2 separate regions of the Ovis aries genome follow, and region 2 is linked to region 1. The links are chromatin contacts, called in public Hi-C maps. All regions are on one chromosome and are shown on one strand. Each heading gives the region's core, a stretch centred on a gene start, on an enhancer-like site or on the middle of the called end of the contact. The rest is flanking DNA. Distances are from core to core; before and after follow the strand shown.

Region 1 (4,632 bases), core at 1,182-3,681:
GAGATCCAACCAGTCCATTCTGAAGGAGATCAGCCCTAGGATTTCTTTGGAAAGAATGATGCTAAAGCTGAAGCTCCAGTACTTTGGCCACCTCATGGGAAGAGCTCACTCATTGGAAAAGACTCTGATGCTGGGAGGGATTGGGGGCAGGAGAGAAGGGGACGACAGAGGATGAGATGGCTGGATGGCATCGCTGACTGGATGGACATGGGTCTGAGTGAACTCTGGGAGTTGGTGATGGACAGGGAGGCCTGGCATGCTGCAATTCATGGTGTCGCAAAGAGTTGGACACGACTGAGTGACTGAACTGAACTGAACTGATATAGCTCCCGCATCTGATATGGAGATAGGAAGAGGAAGTCCAGACACACACACCCAACCTCTTGTTTCTTTTATCTCTCTGTTATCCTCCCTATATACTTCTGGGCCAGAGAGCTCAGCTCTCCACCTTCAGTCTGGGTGGAACATCCTGTCCTTCTTCGTCCCTCTGGCTAGAAGCCTTGTGGAAGCAGCAGCCATGGACTGAATGGAAGCTTTTCTTCTTTGAGCGAGAAGCTCTGTGGTGAGTATATCAAGCTTATTCTTGAAATGAGAGCTAGAGAACATTCAGAAAGCTTGTGCGTTTGTGCTCAGTCGTTCAGTCGTGTTAGACTCTTTGCAACCCCACGGACCGTAGCCTACCAGGCTCCTACCAGGCTCCTCCATGGGATTTTCCAGGCAAAAATATTGCAGTGAGCTGCCATGCCCTACTCCAGAGGATCTTCCCGACCCAGGGGTTAAACCCACATCTCTTGCTTCTTCTACATTGGCAGGCGGATTGTTTACCACTAGCGCCACCTGGGAAATCCAGAAAGTTCGAGGTTACCAAAGACATTGCTTTAAGATCTGCAAGTGCTACCCTCACCGCTGACAAACAAGCAGGATCTCAGCAGGCCAGGGGGCCCCTATTCTGTGCTACTTTAAGGGGAAGATGGCAGAGTCTGATGAAGGGTGGGCCAGCTACTAGAGAAACAAACACTTATTCTGTTTTGGCAAATTTAAAGAAAAAAGAAAAACCAAAATGAGACAAATTTTTGAAAAATGAAGAGAGAGAGAAATTTGGTGAAACCAGATGCCCACAAAACCTCAGGGCCCAACTCTCCATCAGGGACATCATGGCTGTTGCTGAAATGAAAGCAGTCGGGCTTGTGGAATCGTGGATGAGAGGGGCTGGCCTTGCATTGGCCCACGTGCGCAGTTATGCCAAGGCCAGCCACCGGAAGCTCTATTGCTGGCCTTCTCACGCTCCAGCCAGGGAAGTGGTATGTCTTCTGTAAGTGGTGTTTCTTAGACCTTGCCTCTTGCTGAGCTTCCACCTTCTTTTGGAAGGAATAGGAGCTACAGAGCCAGCCATGTCAGCTCAGCTAAAGCAGGAGGAATGGACTAGTTCTGCAGATTGGTGTGGCTGAGCCCAGAAAAAAGTGACCCCAGGATCCAGGGATCTGCAGGATGCTGGTCAGGGGCCGTGACTTGCTACCAAAGGCCCTGGCCTCCCAGACCCGGGTCCTCAAACTCCTCTTGACGAGGGCTGTTCTCAGAGCCCAGAGGAGCTGAGGTGCCCCTGGGTGGTCACAGCTTTGAAGCTGGCCTATGTGTGCACGTGTGTGTACATGTGTGTATGCATGCATGTGTACGTGTGTGTGTGCATGTATGTCTGCATGTATGGATGTGTGCATGAATATAAGTATGGTATAGGCGAGTTGAGGGAGGGGCATGGGTTGCAGTTGGGGCCTGACCCCAAGTAAGTGCTCTGTTGCAGGGGTTTCCTCCCAGGACGCCCCCTCTCCCCCCATAGCATTCCATATTTTCCCCTTCATCTGGAAAAACTTAGTTTCTCTTGGCCAGACCATGCTCAGACGCAGCCCCTCTGATCTGTGGCCACAAGGAGACTTTGAGGGTCTCAAACATGGGGTCTCACACACCCAGGCAATCAGGCCCAGGTGAGGCTTCCAGGTGGGGTGGGATGGAGCAGCCTGGGGTCCAGCCTGGGCTTTTGACACCCTGGACAATCTGAGAGCCTGTATTTCCTGGAAGAATCCTTTCAAAAACGCCCTGGGACATGAGCACTGGGGATAAGGCCCAGTTCCAATTTCTAAGGCTCTGGAGCCCTTGAGAGAGCATGGGAAAGGGACTGTCAACTCAGAGATCTTGAGGAGGCCCTGGCTCTTCTCTGAGCCTGAAACAGCCCATCTGTCCAAGGTCGTTCAGTGGGCTGCTCTGTCTCTCTGCTTTAGTAAAGCAGTGAAGGAGGAGTAGTCCCTGCCCCCTCTACTGAGCATGGCGTTCCTACCTCACCCCATCTATCCTACCCTCAACCTCACCCCTAGACAGAGGCAGAGCACTGGCAGAGGCTGGGAGGGTGGACACTGGGTCTGGACTGTGAGTTGCTGCCCTCTAGTGGGCCCAGAGGGAGGGAGGGAGAGAGAACTAGATAGAAAGGAGAGAGTTGTGAGAGGGAAGGGACAGGGAAAGGGAGACAGAAAGCCCTCAAGCAAAGGAGGGTAGAGGAGGTTGGGGTGGGGGAGGACACAGGAGATGGAGCAAGCTGAAGAGGAGAGGTCTCCATGTGGGCATCTCCGCCCCTGGGCAGCGCTCTTTCCCACCACATGGTCCATGTTCCCACCTGACTTGTACACCAGCCACCAAGAGCTCTTATCTGGTTGAGTGCAACCAGGGCTCTCACTCAGCTCCAAGAGCTCCAACCAAGATGGGAATTCCTGAACCCACTGGGGTTTCTGCTGGGTTGGTCCAGGTGTTTCCTCTTGAGAGGCCCCCTCTGAAGGGCAGCAGCCAGATGGATCAGCTTGGGTTTCATCTCTCCATGCCTCCAACTGCCCCATTGATCCCTCTGATTCCCACTCCACATTTATGTTTCTGCTAAATCTGTATTTCTGTCCTTGAGATTCCTCCAGAACTTCAGATCTATACACCCAGCTGTCTACTGGATTCTCCATCTACCTGTCCCTTAAACACCTCAAAACTCAACACATCTGAAACCGAACTCATCACCTTCCCCAGGCCCTCTTTTCCTAGCAGCCCTGCCAGGATTCCTTGATCATTCTCCATTTTTTCTAAGAGGTGTACCCATCTCGTGGCCACCAAGCTCTCCCTCAGGAAGGACAGGTTTAATCCCCAAATGCTAGGAGTGCCGCTGGCAGAAAGCCCTCAGCTGTCCATCTGCCTCAGGGATATCGTCAGCAGCAGGGACCCATCTTAGCTATGCCCACTCCTTTCCCAGTGAGGTCTACATCCAAAGAACCATCACTGTGGGAATCGAAAGCCCCGCCCCATTGCTGGGGTTGGCGCAGTTCTGCAGGGTCATCCACATATGGTCAGCTGGGCTTGCTGTTGAGGCTGCATTGTGGCTCACTTGTCCATCTTCCCATCATGCTTCCTTTCCTTCCCTCCTCCGGGTGCTGATGGCAAGAGAGCTACCTAATCAACCTGTGGAACTGGAATCTGTCTCAGAACCCCCTTTCCAGGAAATGCATTCTGGGCACAAACCTGAGTCCTGGCTGATGTCTCCTCCTCCCCACCCACAATCAAAAAAAGCAGGCCAGTCTTCCTTGCCATATGCCCCAGGTATCACCACATCCCTCACACCCTCTGCCACCAGCCCAGGTCCCCTCCACAGACAGCGCTCACCCTCAGTTCCTTCCAGCACAGGGAGCCAGATTCATCTTCCAAAGCACCACCCTCCTCCCTAGAGATGCATTTTAACTCCAGCCCACGTACCTCACTCAGGGGTCCCCATTGTCTGAGCCAAACTGTCTCACAGCCTTTCCCTCTCTAGACTAGATAGGCCCCACCACACTCCCAGAGCAGGCCAGCCAGGAGCATGGTCCCATGTTGGAGGAGGAGGCCGGGTGGTACAGACTTTAGCCCTGCCTGGTTGCCCGTAGTAACGGGATGGAATCTCTCTGTGTCTGAGGCTCCCACTCAAGAGGCCCCTCTCTGGGCTGCGATGATTAACAGTTGTGAGCGGCACCAGGATCCATGAATCACAGACAGAGATGGACGCCTGGAGCAGGGTCAGGGCACAAAGGCAGTAACTCATGTTCCCCCAGGCTCACACAGTCTGCCCCTCACACAGTCCCCAGGCCCCTGTGAGGACCCGGGACATGCCTGTGCCCAGTGAGAAGTGAGGATGAGGCCGGTGCCCTTCTCTGACAAACGACTCCATTTTTTCTTTTCTCATCATCTAGACTTTTCTTTCTCTTACAGCACTGAACTTTATAGAGTCAGATCCTGTGGCACTGATTGCTCTTACTATCTCATATGTAAAATCAAGCCCTTAAAAGTCACTCACTCTGAGATTCAGAATTCTTTTTCTTTCTATATTTTTGCGGGTTTTCGTTTCTAACTTTGGCGGGTATATAAAAATTGTTTTAATTTTTGCTCTTTCAGTTCATTTCAATTCAGTTCAGTCGCTCAGTCATGTCCAACTCTTTGTGATCCCGTGAATCACAGCACGCCAGGCCTCCCTGTCCATCACCAATTCTTGGAGTTTACTCAAACTCATGTCCATCAGGTCGGAGATGCCATCTAGCCATCTCATCCTCTGTCATCCCCTTCTCCTCCTGCCTCCAATCC
Region 2 (4,632 bases), core at 601-3,100, 230 kb before region 1:
TCTGGAATCTTCTACCTGCTCACTGTGCCTCATGGAGTTCATAGTCCAGACCCTCGGAGCAGGTCTCATCAGTGGTTGGCTAGGCAGAGCTCCCCGACGTGCCCCACCACATGCCCGTCGTTTCCGGAGCTGTTCTGTGAGGACCCCAGACACTGTCTGGTCTCCCATTAGCCTGTGGACTGTAGTCTGTAGTCCTGACAGGCCCCGGGCTACAGAGGTTGAGGAACTGCTGTCTCTCTTCTGAGGCTCCCGCTTGTAACTTCGGCACCCCACGCTTTGCTGATCTCCCCCTCTACACTCACCCACACAGACCTGCCATCCTAGTCCCAGGACGCGTCAGGAGGCTTCCAGCCCTGGGTGCTGGTGCAGGAGCTTGAGTGCCAGGAGGTGCCAGGCACCATCTCTGTCTCCCTCCACAGGCACCAGGTCCCCCGGGGCCGTGGATGTCGGCAGCAGGGATGTCTCAGTACTGGACACAGATAGCCAAGCAGGGGACGAGGATGCTTTGGACTTCTTCCAGCAGCAGGATCAAGTGGAAGATGAGGGACTCCCCACGCTGGGCCACCAGGATGGGGATGCAGGGAAATCCTCAGAGGAGGAGGAGGCCCTGGACCCTCTGGGCATCATGCGGTACGTCTCCCCTTCTGGGTGGGGCGCCCCCCATCTGGCTTGCTCCGGGCTCCTCCCTCTCTCCTGGGGGTCGGAGAAAACCCATCTCCCTAGATCATCGCTGAGTACTCAGGGAGACTGGCTCTCTGTTCATCCTCAACATCTCCTGGGTCTTTGGGGCTGGGCCCAGGTATCGCCTGCCCCTCCCTGGTCACAGGGTGGGCCCCCAGCATTCTACAGAGGCCTGGCAGGCTGCCACCCCAACCCTGACACTTCAGCAGCCCAGGCATCCTGAACCCAGCCCAGGAGGCCTGGGTTCTCTGTCCAGTTCATCATGGAGCCTGTGACTTGCTTCGCGTGGCCGGGGCTCCACTGCCCTGAAGGTGGGGCTGTTTACCTTGACCCTGCCTCCAGGTAAGGCTGGAGGGGACTGATGACCCCTAAGGCTGAGAGTGATGGAAGGAGGTAGAGTAAGCCCTGTGTAGACTGTGGTTCCCTCTGTGTGCACATGCGTGAACACACGTGCACATGCACGTGCACTGGGGAAGAAGAGACAGCTAGCTGTGGTCTTGAAGGCCGCTTGTCCTGATTCTGGCACCCTCCTGTTCCATCTCCTTTCCTGGCCCTCTGACTTCCTTCAGCTAATCAGTGAGCTGCCCGTGAGTCCCCATGGTGAGCCCCCTGAGGTGGGGGAGGGGCTGCAGGCTAGATGAGACTAGAGAGCAAGACTTCAGCTTCCCAGGCCCCTCCAGCGGGCACCGGCTGAGGCGGTGGGCAGGACCTCCCAACCAGAAGGAGACAGGGGAGCCAGACAGACTCAGCACCATCACCACCTCCCCCAGCACCCTCACTTCTTGGCTGAAATGAGCAAGAAGCAAGGTGGGAACTGTTGGTTTTGAGCACCTACTGTGCACCAGGTGGTGTACCACGCCCTTTGTCTCCCGGATCTCACTGACAGCTCGCCCCGCAAGCAGGCATTGTCACGTCGCTTGACACGTTAAAGAGACTGGCGTCTGCAGGGGCCGGATGCCTTGCCCGCGGTCAGGGGACTGGGGAACAGTGGTGCTGGGATGCAAATGGAGCTCGGAATCCTGTCCGAGACCTCGGAGCCAACTGCCTGGGCTGGAGTCCTGGCAGTTTATCCCTCTCCGCCAGTTTTCTGCAGCGGAAGCACAGGGTAGTGATGGCAACCGGTCTCTTGGGGCTCTCGTGTAGGGTAAGTGGCTTAGATGTCACGGCCCCGTCTTTCTGCCTCTCCGCCTCCGCAGAGTTGGACTGCAGACCCAGGGTGACGTTGTCTCTGCCCGTCTGGCAAGTCCTGTTCCAGAAAGAAATTAGAGCCGAAGAGAGATGAGGCAGAGGCAAGTTCAACTTGAACAGCATGAAAAGTGCGGCCCAGAGAGCTCTGCCCACTGCTGGCAGGGCTTCCTCTCCTGTGTGACAGTGAGGGTGGGTGCATGGGGACATGTGGTCACAGGGTCACTGTGAGGCCAGCCTAGCGGGGCCAAGGAGCCAGACTTGAGAAAGATCCCAGGTGCTCAGGGAGATGGGAGACAAGAGCCGGAGGCCCTGCAGCTCCTTGGTGCCCAGGAGTCAGGCTCCTCCCAGCCCCTCATGCTGGCCTTGACCTGGGAGGAGGTCAGTGTCCCTGAGGGAACGACAGTGAGATCATATTGGGAGAAGTTCATTATCAGCCTTGGGCAGCCCGAGGGCCGTGTTGGGCTGTATTTGTTTGAACTCATCCTGTCTGTTGTTCTGAGTAACTGCATATTGCTCGCCCTCAGACTGAGATCGGCTTGCGTGGTTTGTGCCAGCCTTTGGCTGAAGGATGTGCTTAGTAAAACTGCTCCGTTTTGGGGTAGGAAAATGCTCTTTGGGGTTGGCAAGGGCTGCCTTTAATTTCCTGCTTTTACTTCAGTAGCAGATTGTCGGGCAAGGTACTGACTGTCACCCCCACTTCGGCCCCCCAGTGCCATCCCCAGCTCTGCACTCATGGGCCTCCTTCCTGAATCCAAGGAGAGCTGAGCACCTGAAAGAAATCCCGGAGTCTTTTGACCTTCTGTCAGTCTTTTCTTAAGCAATGTGATAATAGTCAGTGCTATTGCCTCCATTGGGAATAATAACAACTAGCTTTTTTTTGGAGAATGTATTAAATGCCAGGAATTGATTAGCCTTCACATGGATAGATATTTTCTATTTTTTTTTAAAGGTCATGACTCACCACATTGCTTTCCGGATCCGTTGTGGATCTGGCTTGGGAAATGGTGCCCTAGGAAGCTGGCCCTGGCATCAGGCCCATTCTGTGTATGAAGAGCCTGATGTTTGGGGTCTGGTGATTCATTCACATTCATTCAGCCCCAAATGGCAGAGTTAGGACTTGATGCCACCTCCCTGTCTTGGCCCTCGATCCAGTCTTCCAGCAGAGCCCTGGGATTATACCCCCCTTTCACAGATGGGAACATAGAGGACAGAGCTGAGAGGGCGCTTGGCCAGAGCCTTAGGTGTGGCAGAGCCCTGCCTTGAAGTCAGGCCTCTCCTGGGACCCCCAGGTGGGCCTGTTAACCCTCTTGGTGCAGTGCGGCCCACCCCACCCTGCGGTGAGGAACACTCTGATCTTTGCAGGAGTGATGTGCTCTGCGTGCTCATTTCTCCATCCTGTGCTCTCAGTTCCTCTGTGGATGCAGCATCTCTGCTTTCCCAGCCACCCCACCCTGAGCGCCCATCTGGGCCAGGCTCTGGCTCTCCGTTTCCAGGTGTCGGCCCTTCCTGCCATGGCCACCGTGGGGCGCTGTTGCTCCACTGCAGGGCTGCTGGGAGGGTGCGCGCCGTGGCACAAAGCCTGGTTTTCCTTTGTCTGTTAAACCTGGTTTTGATTAGGGAAAGAGGCATTACTAGACCATTAGAAAGTGCCTCAAGATAGGAAAAAAAAAACCCTCACCACCCAGCCACTGTGCTGTTTGCAGATTTTTTTTTTTGCATCCCTGTCCCAGGCTGATCCGCATAACTGCAAACATAGCACACATGCCTTTTATACTCTGCTTTTTCACTTAATGTCCTCACCGTCGCTTTCCACGTGGAACACAGTTTTCATATTTAACTTTCTGTTTTAGAGATTTCACAGTTCTAAGAAAGGTGAAGTTCTCCCATAATAGTTCTGCCTTTGGCTGGAAATACTCTGCTAGGAACATTTTTAACTGTAACTCAAATAATATACAATTAGCGTAGAAAAATTAAAAGCACATTTAAAAGCCCTTTTGTCATGAAGGTATATGCTTCTGGTTCAGTTCAGTTCAGTCGCTCAGTCATGTCCGACTCTTTGCAACCCCATGAACCGCAGCACGCCAGGCCTCCCTGTCCATCACCAACTCCCGGAGTTTACCCAAACTCATGTCCATCGAGTTGGTGATGCCATCCAGCCATCTCATCCTCTGTCGTCCCCTTCTCTTCCGGCCCTCAATCTTTCCCAGCATCAGGGTCTTTTCAAATGAATCAGCTCTCCGTATCAGGTGGCCAAAGTATTGGAGTTTCAGCTTCAGCATCAGTCCCTCTAATGAACACCCAGGACTGATCTCCTTTAGGATGGACTGATTGGACCTCCTTGCAGTCCAAGGGACTCTCAAGAGTCTTCTCCAACATCACAGTTCAAAAGCATCAATTCTTCGGTGCTCAGCTTTCTTTATAGTCCAACTCTCACATCCATACATGACTACTGGGAAAAAACATAGCCTTGACTAGACAGACCTTTGTTGGCAAAGTAATGTCTCTGTTTTTTAGGTTGTCTAGGTTGGTCATAACTTTCCTTCCAAGGAGCAAGCATCTTTTAATTTCATGGCTGCAATCGCCCTGATTTTGGACCCCCCAAAAATAAAGTCAACCACTGTTTCCACTGTTTCCCCATCTATTTGCCATGAAGTGTTTGTTTCTCTGCCACTCTTGCCTTTCCACACAAGCATTTTTAGTTGGCACATTCCTACTAACATATAAAAGGTTTTCAGAATTTTCTATGAAAAGAATTCATTTTCA

What was found. A called contact is a pair of places that touch in the nucleus more often than the background predicts.
Region 2: a Hi-C map of omental adipose tissue shows a contact between it and region 1, with 4 times the contacts expected there. The contact joins two enhancer-like sites. A contact is called at or near these places in 6 of 16 Hi-C or Micro-C datasets (blood, liver, muscle and 2 more).

The regions. Positions count from the first base shown.
Region 1 is chr3:28,260,705-28,265,336 of ARS-UI_Ramb_v3.0, reverse strand. No RefSeq gene overlaps it. Among named protein-coding and RNA genes, the nearest start is that of TRNAS-GGA, 4.4 kb to the right of the region's middle. Within about 2 kb of position 2,431, at least 13 of the 54 cell types and tissues checked have an H3K27ac peak or open chromatin away from gene starts, as enhancers often do.
Region 2 is chr3:28,491,874-28,496,505 of ARS-UI_Ramb_v3.0, reverse strand. It overlaps HS1BP3 (HCLS1 binding protein 3), which reads left to right. Exons shown (of 7, transcript XM_027966542.3): 4 at 420-630. Among named protein-coding and RNA genes, the nearest start is that of HS1BP3, 28 kb to the left of the region's middle. Within about 2 kb of position 1,850, at least 12 of the 54 cell types and tissues checked have an H3K27ac peak or open chromatin away from gene starts, as enhancers often do.